3 separate regions of the Anser cygnoides genome follow, and all the other regions are linked to region 2. Evidence: chromatin contacts called from public Hi-C data. All regions are on one chromosome and are shown on one strand. The core of a region is the stretch at or near the end of the contact, and the rest is flanking DNA. Distances in the headings are between cores, read along the strand shown.

Evidence for each region. Hi-C and Micro-C count contacts between places; a contact is called where the count stands out from the background.
Region 1: a contact with region 2 is called in a Hi-C map of liver, with 1.8 times the contacts expected there. The contact joins the promoter of C1S here to the promoter of GAPDH in region 2. A contact is called at or near these places in 2 of 7 Hi-C or Micro-C datasets (both in liver).
Region 3: a contact with region 2 is called in a Hi-C map of liver, with 6 times the contacts expected there. The contact joins the promoter of LOC106047853 here to the promoter of GAPDH in region 2. A contact is called at or near these places in 2 of 7 Hi-C or Micro-C datasets (both in liver).

What each region holds. Positions count from the first base shown.
Region 1 is chr1:102,693,245-102,698,160 of Taihu_goose_T2T_genome, forward strand. It overlaps C1S (complement C1s), which reads left to right and starts at 3,136. Exons shown (of 12, transcript XM_013199550.3): 1 at 3,136-3,407; 2 at 3,869-3,933; 3 at 4,352-4,556. The coding sequence starts at 3,929.
Region 2 is chr1:102,273,651-102,278,365 of Taihu_goose_T2T_genome, forward strand. It overlaps GAPDH (glyceraldehyde-3-phosphate dehydrogenase), which reads left to right and starts at 2,062. Exons shown (of 12, transcript XM_067004670.1): 1 at 2,062-2,222; 2 at 2,668-2,710; 3 at 3,327-3,426; 4 at 3,743-3,849; 5 at 3,934-4,024; 6 at 4,196-4,311; 7 at 4,414-4,495; 8 at 4,675-4,715. The coding sequence starts at 2,688. It overlaps LOC125180588 (C-type natriuretic peptide 2-like), which reads left to right. Exons shown (of 3, transcript XM_048051563.2): 3 at 108-334.
Region 3 is chr1:102,743,980-102,748,676 of Taihu_goose_T2T_genome, forward strand. It overlaps LOC106047853 (solute carrier family 25 member 36-like), which reads right to left and starts at 2,824. Exons shown (of 7, transcript XM_048051526.2): 1 at 2,671-2,824. The coding sequence starts at 2,801.

The DNA of each region.
Region 1 (4,916 bases), core at 1,886-4,385, 420 kb after region 2:
CACCAACGATGCCACTGTTTCTGTGGCATGCCTTACCTTTCCTCGGGCCACTTGTACTCTGCTGGGCTTGCCAGTAGGGCTTACAGCGGTGCATTTAGCTTTATGCACACAAGACTGCATCTCCTGACCAGACAGAACTCTTGTTCCCGGCAGATGCAAACCCCTGCTTTTAGAAGGGCAAGCTGCTCCTTCTGGTTTTGGAGGCCACATCTGCAGCCAGCAAAAATGGCAGTCACTCTCCACCAGTGTTCTTCTGAAGTTTTCCGTCAGTCCATCCACAACTCTGACATGCAATTGCAGACAAAAGGAGCGTTAAGGCATTGTATGCTGGGCTGGAGAAACTTCTGGTCTAGGTCCTTCATGTTCTTGAAGTAGCTCAGGAAACAAACCTATGAAACATGCCTTTAATGCACAGAGTAACTTATTTGAGATGTCCACTCTTTGTAAAATAAATAGAAATCACTCTAGTGTTTGAATAGGCTTGTATTGAGTTAGCTATATGTATAGGGAGATTTAGACTTGGTTCTGCAATTTGCTGTTGTCACAGAAGGGTTTCAGAAGCAGCATCTGCTCCTGAGATTGCCTAACAGTTTCCGCTGGAAAGTTCTGTTTTCAGTTGCTTGAAACTAACTACATTTGACCTGTTTAGATTAAATGCTAGATAACCACTTCGGGTCAGAGCATAGTAGCGGATTTCGAGACTCAGATCTCGATGAGTGCCATTATTTTTCATTATTATTATTACTTTTAATAGTCAAGGCACTGCTGCGCTTGGGAGGAGGAAGTGCAACCTAAAAAAAACCTGAAAATATATAGCGATTTTATGACGCTACATTGGCATCAGCGTCAAACCTCAAGTTCACGTATGCTCAGCTGTTGATGAAGCAATGTCGCTGCTGAAGCTTCTGCAAATTTCGTTTCCATTGCCGGCGTTCCGGTCTTTCGTGCAGCCTTGCCCAGCAGGGGACGCACCCGGCGGTCTCTGCTGCCCTCTCGCGGGGCTGCCTCGTCTCGGGGACTCGCATACCCTTGGCTCCCTGCTGATGGATTTCACCTAATTAACGTTAGGTGTTCACTTTTAATATTTACTCCCTCTGTTTTATGTACTGACTCACTGATTCCAAATGGAAAAAATGTGGCTTTTCTTAAGAAATCAGGAAAAGCTTTTTTTCTTTTTCTTTTTTTCCCTTTTTTTTTTTTTTTTCCTCCAGCCTTCCTGGGGGACGGTGGTGGTGAACAAGCCAGTCAAGCCTGTTTGAGACAGTAATTTTAAGAAAACATGAACATTACTACTCTTCAGAGCATCTGGCAGGAAGGTTATAGCTACACAGCTCTGACTCATCTTAAGAAAAGTTTTATCTTACACAATGAAGGAAGCAGCAGCACTTTGGGAAAAGTAGTATGTGGTCATGTAACTTAGGAATTTAAAAGAATGCATGTGCCTCAGAGCAGAATTACAGTGCATTGGCAACCTTAGTAGTATCATTTATTGACCTCAATTTTATGATTTTGCTTCTTTTGAACTATTATTCAATGTAGTTTCTGACATAGTTTCAGTGAATTGTAAAATATATTACCTGTTTCATCTTATGAATCGTTACAACAACATAGACCGAGGCATACGTAAACAAATGCTTTATGTTTATTCAATTTAAATATATACATCAATATCACTGCATAAATAGTTAGCATTATAAAGACATGTACCCAAACAAAGTGCAGCTGCCTTTTTATTTAACTAACTTCACCCACCTTTTTTTTTCTTAATAGGTATTTGGTTTTCTAAGAATTATTAATATTCACACACATCAATTTACCACTGCTACAGACCAGCTGAGTCAGGTTCATATGAAAATATACAATTCCCTTGTGATTACATGACATGCAAAATGTATCAGCACTCATTTGTTTTACTTCTGCCATGCCATTTTAAAATGACATTGTGACTTGAAGAGTTACTGGCAGTGTCTTTGCCCAGTTCAGAGGATAAAACGTCTCCCTGATATTTGTTGTGTGTCTCTCATCACTGTTTTCCCCATTCTCAAAACTCCAGTTAGAAACATCATGATATGATCCCAAGAGACATCAGAGGTGAGATGACAAATTATTTTCTTTCTCTACCTATTCTCGGTTTGACAAAGAAAACAGATTAGGCACGTTATTCAAGTAAAACCTTTTTGCTGACTACAATGAAGTCAATTATGATTCATCTGTAGGTGTTTTTCTCCCTTGACAATATAAAGGAGTCTTTCACATGGGCTTTGCTAGCACACTTTACCTATGGCCTGTTGAAACTTGAATTTTTTTCTCTTGGCCAAAACAAGCTCTGGAGCATGATGTGCTGCTTCTAAAGTGTAGAGTGTGTGGTGGAGTTTTACACATTCGTTTATAGTCCTGTCCCAGTGTAGCTGGTTTGTGAGGAGGAGGGGATTTCTAGAGTATTAGTGACAGGTCTTTTCGCTTGCACAGTGGTATTTTCGTCTCGGCTTGGTTTGTGGTCGTTGGCTGATTTAAGGGCCCTACCTGGCATAAATTGTGAATCTCCTTTCCTTAAAGGTCTTAGATCTAACGTGCTCCAGGGCTAAGCCTGGTGAACAGTTGTTTTTACACCAAGTTCACTCGGTAAATAGTTATAAAGAAATGGTTAGGTGTTCTTAGTAAAGTTCTTATACGAGTGAGGCCATAATAAAAAAATAGTCGAGCAATGCATCCTAACTCCTGTTGGTAGCCTCAGAGAGGCACAATATTGAAGGGCCACTGTTTTTATTTATTTATTTATTTATTTTATACCCCCCCCAAATGGGTCTCAAGCATAAGATGAGGAACAGTGGCAGCAGCCCTGTGGCCACCAGGTTGCAGTCCCAGAGTGGATTACAGCAAAGTGGTCTCTGGGATAGATGATTAAACTTTTTTTTTTTTTTTTTTTCTCCCCATGCAAAAGCATTAGACCTGTTCTCATGTGCTCATGTGGTCTTTCCTTTTGCTACAGAATTTTGTTCATAACTTTCAAAGGCGAGGGGGAAGAGGGAGAGAGGGGAGGCATGCGAAAACTCCGACTCCTTTTTTCCCCAAAGTCATCTGATTTCCCGAAAATCCGTAATATAGACCAGATCGGTGCACGCCCCCACGTAGCCTGAGCCAACGGGGTTGTGCAACTTGTTTTGGAAATTCCCCTTTCTGCCGAAAGCCGGCAAGCCTTTTTTCCCCGCACCGCAGCTGACACAGAAAACTGGAAGTTACATCCTGCTGCTAGGGGGTGCTGCGCTATTGCAGATCACAGCGCCCTTACCCAGACCACAGGCTTGGATCCTTTTGGAGGGTGGGAACAGGAAGAAAAAAATAAAAAGAGAAAGAGAGAAAAGAGAAGGCAAGAGAGAAGAAAAGCAGACACGAACTAGGGAGAGAAGGTAAATATTGCAAGCATTAGAAACGGGAAAGGGAAATATTCCTGAGGGTCGCTGACAGCTAGAAGGGTCAGTGCATGCTTCCCCCATGCCCAGGGTCTTAGCATAATTTTTGGGGTGCTGGGGAGAACGGATTGGGTACTTCGGGGGGGAGGTGCTTTCTGTCAATTTGCTATACACCTACACGATCTTTGGAAACACTGGTGAACCTAAGGGGAGAAGGTGAGTATCAGTGAGTAACAAGCTGGAGATACCTGCCCCATTTTGTCAGCACTGAGCCTAGCATCCCTCCTTGAAGCTTGAGGTTGCTGTATGTATGAAAGAGCAGTGATATAAATTTGCTTTTGAGGCAAATCATTGGTGAATTCTCCGCAAGCTGGGGTGTTAGGGCCTTTGACCTGCCTAGCAGACACACAGAAGCACAGGCAACGTTAATCAATCACACTGGTTTTTTTTTGTCCCAGACCGTAACTCCAAAGTCCAATTCCTGAAAGTTTTCAGAAAGGAAGATCAGCTTTTTCCAGATGTGGTGAGTTACTGAATCTCCATGGGGAACTCAGTTTTATTAATAATTTCGTTTTATGAATTAGGTGTTTTTCCTGTAGTATTGTACTGATTCTCAAATCTGAATGTCTGTAGCCCAAGTAGCTTCCAGAACAAGGTAGTGAAGTATGGTATAGATAGCATTTAAGACCCTTCTGTTCAATTTCTGCAGCATTACTAGTTCCTCTACAGCTGGAGAGGAGCAGAGAGCAGGATGGAGAATGTAGTCCTGTTTGAAAGGCTACAGGATAAACCCCACACAGCCACAGCACTGGTCATTAAAACTCCAAAGCCAGGAGCTAAGCTGCATGCTACATACAGCCAAAGACTAGCCTTTTCATTAGGGACTGTGTTCATATGCGGACGGAGAAGACTTCTGCAATATCATCTTCCTCTTTTCTCAGGTACCTTATCTTCTTCTGTCTCCCTGTCTGGGCTGATGCAGCCTCCATGTATGGTGAGATCTTGTCACCCAATTATCCTCAGGTGTATCCAAATGATCTGCAGGAATCTTGGGAAATAGAGGTCCCTCCAGGATATGGCATTCACCTTTATTTCACACATATGGATCTTGAACCATCGCAGAACTGTGAATATGACTCTGTGAAGGTACTGTCCCTATTCTCATCAAGTGAGAAAAAGACAAGAAGGTGAGGTATAGCATAGATCAGCAAAGCCATGTACAAAGCTCGGGGCTGGAAGAAGAGATACATCCTTCCTGATGTGAGCCCAAAGAAGCCTGAATGACTGAATATATGTGCACTAGCCATCCCTAAATTGGCTCCAGTTTGCTTCCTAACTGCATGAGCATTGTCTGCCTTCTGAGTGTCCTGTCTATGCCACCATCCCCATGTTTCTCCTATACCCATAGTAAGATTCCATCACTGACACCTCCGTATTGCAAGGCACATATTGCAAGGTCAGTGAGCCACAGGTATGAAAGCCCATGAAAATGCCCATTTTCATAGA
Region 2 (4,715 bases), core at 812-3,311:
CGTGGACATGGCAGCGCTGACTTTCATGTTGCCTGAGCCGTGTGGGGGACGTAGGGCCCAGCCAGTGTCTGGCTGCTGGGCCGCTCACCGGCCATGCCTGTCCGCAGGTGGAGAAGGAGCCTGCGGAGGACCAGCTCGGGACCAGACGGGAAGGAGCACGGCCAGCCAGCGGCTGCAGCCCTGAAGCTCGGGCGAGGAGCGCGGAGGAGACGCGTGGCGCTCCTGCTGCCCCTCAGCCCGCTCCTCGTGCGTGAGGACTCGCTCGCTAATTAAACAGAGCTAATTAACTGCCGTGTCCGAGCTCACAGCACCGCCCCCGCGAGCGGCGCCTCGCTCAGACCCAGGGGCTGCGCGGGGGGGGGGGGGGGGGGGGGCAGGACCCCCCACGGCCCCTCACCGCACCTCCTCTCCCACCCCGGGCCGCCACCGCCCGCCGGGAGGTGGCGGCAGAGCCCGCGGCACGGCTCCGGCCCCGGCACCGGCCCCGGCTCCGGCGGCGGCGCGGCCCCCACGCGCGGGGCCATTTTGGGTGCTCGCCGCCATTCCGGGTGGGCCGGGCGGCACGCAGCGGGCCGGGGCCGGCGCTGCGGGGCCGCTGCCAGGTGGCTGTGGGGGCAGCCGGCTGAAATATCGATCGTGGGCCCCGCTCGGGGGCACGGGGCTGCTGCGTTGGCTCATCCCGCCCGCACTCTGCCCCCCTGCGCGGGGAGCTCGGCTGCCGGAGTGTTTGCCGAGCAAACAGAGGGCCTCCCGTGCGTGCAGGGGGTGCCCAGGCAGCTCCCCCGACCCCGCGGCCGGCTGCTGTGGAGGGGGCGCAGGGGGGCTCCCCCCCGCCGAGGGATCGCACCCCTTCCAGCTCCGCGGCTGTGCTGCACCAGCTATCCCCCCCTGGCCTTTAAGAAAAGGTCGTAACCTCGGCCGGGGCTAAACTTAGCCGCCTGCCCCTCCGTGCACCGGGAATAGCAGCTGTATAAGGAGAGTTGGGTTACGTACGAGATGTGTGACCCCTTGCTAGACACCCACCCCCCCTACCCTCCCTCTCCATCTTGAGAGTGTAGCTGGAGTCCAGCTTGGCCGAGCCGTGAGGGAGACCAGTTTGGCCCTCCACATCTGCAAGCCCACATCCCATGCCTTCCCAAACCTTCTCCCTTTCCCTCCGTCTCATCTTAGGCACCACATTTCAGGTGCCTGCTCCCTGGGTACCCCCCTCCCAAGGGATGGAGGCTTTCAAGCCTAGTGTGGGTCTGTCCCACAGAGCCCAGGCTTGGGCTGCACCGGCCCCACTGCTTCCCAGCGGAGCACGCTGAGCCAGCACGGCACAGCTTGGAGAGGCTCTCCAGCACGTGGGGTGCCAGTTGGGCCACGGTGGCTGTCACGCGGGGAGCACTCCCTTCTCACACACCCCAAACCCAGCCAGCCGGCAAAAGGCGGGCCAAGGTGGTGGAGGCACGCCGTCAGCTCTCGGGGCAGTGGGCAGGATTTCCGCCGTCACGTCCCGCGGGTAGCAGCAGCGCTGCAGTTCCTCATTAACATGGTCCTCACGCTGTGCCGCGCAGCCTGCTGGGGAGGCAGCCGCATTCAGAGCACGCCTGGCTAAACCCATGCAGGGGAGACAGAGAAAGGAATGGGGCCCTAAGAGAAGGGACCGGCGGCCATCCTTGCTCACGTCGTGATGGCAGGGAGCGGGCCTGGAGACCCGCTGCTCCCTCGGTGTGGGAGGCTTGGGGGACCCACTGCTGCCACGTGCGAGGGCCTAAAAAGGGGGAGCGAAGCAGGCAGCAGCCCAGCACAACCCGCTCCTTTGTTGCCCAAGGATCGCAGGCCATTCCCCGTGCTGCACACAGCAGCGAGCCCCCAGGTGCCAGCCCCCCTGTTGCAACCACGACACCCCACCACCACCACCACCACCACCACCACCACGAGGGGCTTTGTCTGCCCTGCTACACACAGGGGGGACACCCCCCCACACACCACACGACCCATGGCGGCGGAGACCCTCGCCCCCCTCCTCCCCCCAACCCAACGCCCGCCTCGGGGCCCTTTGTTGCGCGGGCGGGGGCGATCGCTGGGCGCACGTAGCCCGGCCCGGCCCCCGCGCTGCCATTCGGCGGCGGCCCGGCGGGGCGGAGCGAGGGGGGCGCTGCCTCCGCGGCTATAAAGGGCGGCGGCGCGGCGCCGAGCCACCTCCTCACTGCGCGCCAGGCACCGAGCGGAGGCAGCCGGTAACGGGCTTGGGGGGTGTGGGGGGCTGCCGGTTTTTTTTTTTGAGGGGGGAGGGGGGCGTTCGCCACCGCAGCCCCGCTGGAGGCCGGGAAGGAGGAGGGGGGGGGGGGGGGCGTCGTGTGGCCGCCCCCTGTGCGCAGCGGGGCCGCGTGGCGGTGGGGCCCGGGGGCACAAAGGCGGGCGGCACAAAATGGAGGCGGTGGGGAAGGGGGGGTGAGGGAGGGGGGTGGAGGGGAGAGCTTCACGGGTAAAATGGGGGGGGGTGGGGTGGATGCGGGGGGCGGTTGGGGGCGGTCCCCGAACGTGCGGTGGGGGGGGGGGGGGGGGCCGTTAACGGTGCGGCGGGGCGGGAGGCCGGGCACGGCAGGGAGCGGCGGGGCGGCGGCCGGGCCTGGCTCTGGGGTTTGGCGTCCTCACGCCTCACGGCTGCTTCTCTCCCCGCAGGAACATCCCCGAGAGGCAAGATGGTGAAAGTCGGAGTCAACGGGTGAGCGCCAGGGCCGGGCTGCGGCACCGGGAGGCGCCCGGCGGGGTGGGGTTGCAGGGATGTGCACTGGGGGGAGGAGGACGGGGCAAGGTCGCCTGAAGGACGCGGGGATGAGCACTTGGGGATGAGCAGCGGTGCTGCACGGAGGCCCCCTGCACCCGCAACTAACGGCCCCGGGGAGGGCGGGGTGCTGAGTCACTTCCCCGCAGAGACGCGGGGTGAGTCACCCAGGAAGTACCGGCGCTGTCGGTATGGCCCCGTCTCCATTTGGGGGTCCCCCGCACCCCAGTGCAGGCTGTGGGGCCAGCGGCTCCCTATCGAAAGGTCGCCAGGTGGATCGTGTGTCGGCAGCGCCCCGGGAATGTGACCTTCTCCCACCCTGCTGAGGAGTAACCGGATCCCCCGGGGCTTTCAGTAAATTTAGCGCCTGACCTTTCTTCTGAGGTTGCTCCGGCTGGGGGTCGCTCTTAATCTTTAACCATGGCTTCTTGGCCTTTGGACACTGGTGTGGGACTCCCTCCTGCCCTTTTGGGCAAGGAGCAGTGGATGTTCTTCCATGCCCAGTCAGGCATGTTGCTTGCTGGTCCTCCTCATCTGCATCTCTTTTTCTCCCCAGATTTGGCCGTATTGGCCGCCTGGTCACCAGGGCTGCCATCCTGTCTGGCAAAGTCCAAGTGGTAGCCATCAATGATCCCTTCATTGATCTGAACTACATGGTGAGTTGCCTTGGAGTGCCCCCTCTGGGCACTGTGTGTGCCTTGCATCTCCTTGGATAGCACAGTGTGGCAAGAAGTTCCTCTAGCTCTGTTCTAGCTGTTCCCCATGGAAACTATGTGTGGGGCTGTAGGTGGATTAAGGGACAAACGAAACATAGTGGTGCAAGCTAGGGAGATACGGCAGAGCCAAGTACGGAGTAGCAATTGGACAAGGTCACTGAGAAGGTGGAGAGCTGAGATTGTGGCATAGGCAGAGCAAGGGCTCGGGAGATTGCAGCCAGGATGTTTGACCTTCCTTCCCCGTTCTCCTTGCTAGGTTTACATGTTCAAATATGACTCTACTCATGGCCACTTCAAGGGCACAGTCAAGGCTGAGAATGGGAAACTTGTGATTAACGGGCATGCCATCACCATCTTCCAGGAGTAAGTATTTTTCTCTGCTTGCCTCTTTGGAGAATGAAAGCAAGTGTCTTGTAGAACAGCTCTCAAGATTTCGTCTATCCTCAGGCGCGACCCCAGCAACATCAAGTGGGCAGATGCTGGTGCCGAATATGTTGTGGAGTCCACCGGTGTCTTCACCACCATGGAGAAGGCTGGTGTAAGTATGCCACTGTGGCATGTGGAGAGATGGGATACTGCTGCTCCTTCATGTGGGTCACATTGAGAACCCTGTGGGTTCTTCAAGATTGGGACGAGATTGTCTGAGGAAGTGTCTTACTGCTTAGCTGTGGGGCATTGCAGGTTATCTAATCACTTTCCCTTTTTCCAGGCTCACCTGAAGGGTGGTGCTAAGCGTGTCATCATCTCCGCCCCCTCAGCTGATGCTCCCATGTTCGTGATGGGTGTGAACCATGAGAAGTATGACAAGTCCCTGAAAATTGTCAGGTAAGGAGAAGGATGCTTCCTGGCCTGGAATTTTGGCCAGCTGCTTGGGATCTCATCTCTGTAGATAGTGTTGCCTCTGGCTGATTTGTCTTTCTTCCTCAGCAATGCCTCTTGCACCACCAACTGCCTGGCGCCCTTGGCCAAGGTCATCCATGACAACTTTGGCATCGTGGAGGGTCTTATGGTAGGTCTGGAGCTTGCTGATCAGGAGGGAGCCCTACCTCCAGGTTTCTCATGTGTGAAGAAAAGCATCTGTACTCCCTACCTCCCTTGGGATGGAGGGGAGGTGCCTGAGATGCTTTTTTGGGACTGAGCTGTGTTCTCACTTCTGTGCTCTTTCCCCCCCCCCCCCCCCCCCACCAGACCACTGTCCATGCCATCACAGCCACACAGAAGACAGTGGA
Region 3 (4,697 bases), core at 1,574-4,073, 470 kb after region 2:
TTTGTTCAATGATACGTAAGGAGGTACAATTTTATGCAATGTTCTTATAATGTTTAATTTCTTCAGGAAGCCCCTACCTGAGCATGGTCAGGATATGAATTTGAACCCGTGCCCCAAGTACATACAAAAGTTTCCTGAGTTCAAGTTCTTCAAGCTACTGACATGCATAGCTAATAGAGAAGAATCTAAAAAACAATAGTAAGAGCTAAAAAAAAAAAAAAGTTATTCCTTTGCATGGTGGTCACTTAATCAGCAGTAAGAGTCTGAGGTAAAAGGTTCTTTCTGACCCAGTATGGCTAAATGGCAAGACTAGAGCATTTTTTGAGGAGCCAAGAACTCTGACTAAACAAAGATAAGAAAATAAGGTGTATCAGTTGTTCAAAACTAGAAGAAATCCTAACTATAATGCCTTAACATGAACTTTAACAAAAAAAAAAAAAAAAAGAGAGAGAATCAGTCTCACTCTTCCCCCCACTCCTAAACCATTTGTCAGTGGAGCAGTGGACCTGCAAGAATCTAATCGCTTCTAGACTAGATCTAATAATTTTCATTTTTTTCCACCAAAAACCAGGAGGTGACATTTAACATGACAAAATCCATGGGTGACAATGACTGTCACAGTGGCAAATAACAAGCAAAGCTGCAATTAATGGCAAGCAATGAAAAAACACACGGAACTCAGCAGTGACCAAGGGTCATTAGGCCCTGCATAAACAGATTGTTTTAACAAAGACAAAACCCTGAAATCACTATTCCAGAAAAAAGCGACAAAGGCAATTCCTGCAAAATATGATGGAGAATAGCAGTGGACAACCCATACAACACATACTCCCAGAACAAAGCAGTGAGTGCCAAAAAGGGCTAAAGGAAGAAAGAATGTAATTTAACCTCAGAAAAGAGTACTTGCTTCTACATCTTGCTTTCACATTTTAAAGTTTGCAAAGTTCACTGTAAAGCTTGAGGTGGCAGAAAAAGAGGATTAGTACAGAGAAATATAAAAACCCACTATTAACATTTTTTAATGATCTGAAAAGGTTGTGAGAACATGCACAGGTGTGACAAGGTTAACTGGTAATTCATATCTCAGTCCTTACTTTGGCAAAAATGCTGATGACTTGAAGATCTTCATTTAAGAACTGCAATATTATGTCAGGCAAATTTCCATCTAAACCAGGATTCTGTCTAAGACACAGGGTAATAACGATGGCCACAGAAGTGTACGAGAAGAAATATTCTTCTCCAGAATATTCTCCCAGCTCTCTGCATTTTTCAGCTCAGAAATTTCCTCAGCCAAAAGTGTTGCATTGCATTTAATAGCCTTCAAGACATTCTTTTTTATTCATCAGTCTAAATGCTTTCTGGACACATAAAAAGCTTTTGCCTTCTCATACCCTGTGGCCAGGAGTCCCCCAGTTTAACTGAACACTGTTAAAAGCTATGTTCTTGCACTAGTTTTGAATTAACGCCTCATGTTTCATTTGATAGTCCCTAAAAGATAAAATGAACAACTGTCCCTTCATTAATGAGATCTGCTTAATTAGATGAAACAGTATCACTAACTATACACTGCAGCAATAACCTGAACTTATTTATCTCTTGGGTTTTAACTAATTGTAATTCAAAGATTGCTGCTCAATTGGCTGGGACAAGATACAGACTGATAAAGTTCCCACTAGCAAATGTTCAGTTGCTAGCTGAACTCTCTTAGTTTTTCAAGAACCAAAGTGGAAAGTGAGGATGAAAAAAAGGTTAAGAAGAAAGCTAAGGAAGATGAAGAAATGTATAAGAAAAAGGCTTAGCCTTCTAGATGCTGTGACTATCTAATTCAAAGAAGAAATTAACAAAAGAGAATAGTGTATACAAAATAACACTGGCAATAGATGTGGCAAGTACACAGAAGCAAAGACTGACATTGCACAGTTGCATTACCTGCAGAAAACTGGAAATTTACTAATCAAGTGCAACTAAATTATATGCTTTATTGTACAGGCTGTATTAGGGACCTTACTGTCATGCAGACTCCAACAGGTTGGTGGAATTGGAAAACGGGTTAGATGCTTGCCTGGACAAGGGAATTCAGCAGTTACTCAACAAGTCTGGAGGTCCGTTACATCTTCTGTTTTAGGACATCACGAACTTTAAACACTTTACTGTTTTGTGATTTAAATGGCAAATGGTTCTTAAAGAGAGGAGGGTTGAAGTGAGGGCGAAGGGCCTTGCTCAAGGGCACGCTGTGAATTCCGAGGCACTGCCAGGATTCACGCTCCAAACTCCTGACTCACCAGACCCAGTGGAACTATTTAAAAACCAGAGAAGATATGCAGGAAATCTACGACGAGCAGCCGCTAAGGGTTGGCTGTCCTCCCACGGACCATGATGCTCCACCGAGGCCGTCCTGCTGCACATCCTAACCCCCCATTCAACGCCCTGCCTCCCTCCCCCTCCACTCACGGAAAACCCAGCTGAGGCCCCCGTGACTTCACCAGGAGGCTCCCCTTCTCCCCAGACCGCACAAACACAGCCAGAAGAAGGGGCAGAGCCGCAGCCGGGGCGGAGGCGCAGAGCAGCGGACCCGCAAAGGCCCGGGGCAGCCTCGGGCTCCGCGCCGCGTCCCGGCCCGGCCCGGCCCTGGGCCGCGTGTGCTGGGCGGAGGCCGGCAGGGACACTCACCCTCCGGCGACCAGGTGGAGCAGGGTGCTGTGCTGCTGCTGCATGGCCGGCACTCTGCGGGCACGGCCCCAGCCCCCCGCCGCAGGCTCCCCGCGGGTGGCGGCCTGGCCTGCCCGCCCTCCGCCCGGCATTGGCTGCCCGGCGCCGGAGGAGGTGCCCGGGCGGGCCGGGTGGCGGTGCCGGCAGCACGGGGACCGGGGGGGGGGCAAAAGCAGATACAAGGAAGAAATTCTTTATTATGAGGGTGGTGAGGCCCTGGCACAGGCTGCCCAGGGAGGCTGTGGAAGCCCCATCCCTGGAAGTGTCCAAGGCCAGGCTGGATGGGGCTTTGGGCAACCTGATCTAGTGGGTGGCATCCCTGCCCATGGCAGGGGGTTGGAACTGGATGATCTTTAAGGTCCCTTCCAACCCAGACCGTTCCATGATTCTATGACTCTATGATATCACTTTGTATATATGTAAAGATAACCTGTAGGTCAGATGAAATAAGTTTTCATATCTACTCAGCGCTCAGTACCGAGTGACACAGGACTGGTTGTCTAGTCTGGGTACTGCACTGCTACATAATGGGCAAATGTGAGGAGGGTTCAAAGAAGGGAATAGCTAGTCCAGGCCTTCTAAAGAGGAAGACTGAAAAAAAAGATGTTTAGTCTGGAAGGAATTGAAAGAAACATGGCAATTTGCTTCAAGTGCATGCAAAAAATACTTCAAAGAGAAAAGAAATAATTAGCTTTTCTGTGGTGGAAAAGAAGTATCAGCCCATAAATAGCGCCTGTCAATACAAAGGCAGTAAGGGTGAGACCAGTAAAAGGACTGGCATTCTGTTCAGTGGAAAGGAAAATCTACCAGCGATACCAAGAAATTGCATGTATTTTCCATTTGTTTTCACTGTGGTAGAGACTAGACTAATACCGTAAATAGCACCAATGACAAGTGGGTAACGAGTCATTCTGCAGTAGGGAGATAATAGATTTTTAAGTGCTAAGGTAAATTCAGTGCTTTCAGACCAGTTATGATTGATGAAATTCATCCTTTGATGGCTGAAGAACTGTAAGAAGCAAGATCAAACCAACTGGCAGTTTTCTGTGAGATCTGTAGAGAATAAAGAAGTTCAGAAGACTGGAAAAGGCCAAATATATTGGCCATTAAAAATAAGATAATCTAAGGAATCCAGACAGGTTTATTTTACTGCCCTTCCCTGTGGTAATAGAACAAATACATATTAAATCTTCAACTTACATTTTCCATTTGTCAAAAAAAAAAAAAGAAGTCAAACCAATCTTTCACATTACAGTAACAGGCCTAGTGGATAAGTAACAGTAGTTTGACTTCAGTAAGGATTCTGATTCAATTTCATCTGACAGTCTTATAAGCTAGCTAGGAAACTTGGGAAAAAGGATGTATTGAAAATAGTGTTAGGAGAATCTGATGCGGATTAGAAAACTTTAAGATTGGTTTTCACAGAAGATTGGATATCACAGAAGCACAGAATGGTTAGGGTTGGAAGGGACCTCTGGAGGTCATCTGGTCCAACCTCCCTCCTCAAGCAGGGACACCTAGAGCAGGTTGCCCAGGACCATACCCAGGTGACTTTCGAAAATCTCCAAGGAGGGAGACTCCACAACTTCTCTGGGCAACCTGTGCCAGTGTTTTGTCACCCGCACGGTAAAGAAGTGCTTCCTGATGTTTAGACAGAACCTCCTGTGTTCCAGTTTGTACCCATTGCCTCTTGTCCTGTCTCTGGGCACCACTGAAAATAGCCTGGCTATGTCTTCATTTCTTCCTCCCCTCAGGTATGTGTAGACATTGATAAAATCCACCCCCCGAGCCTGCTCTTCTCCAGGCTGAACAGTTCCAACTCTCTCGGCCTCTCCTTATAGGAGAGGTGCTTCAGTCCCTTGATCATATTGGTGGCCCTCTGCTAGACTCTTTCCAGTATGTCCGCATCTCTCTTGTACTGGGATGCCCAGAATTGGACACAGCACTCCAGGTGCAGCCTGACCGGTGCTGAGCAGAGGGGAAGGATC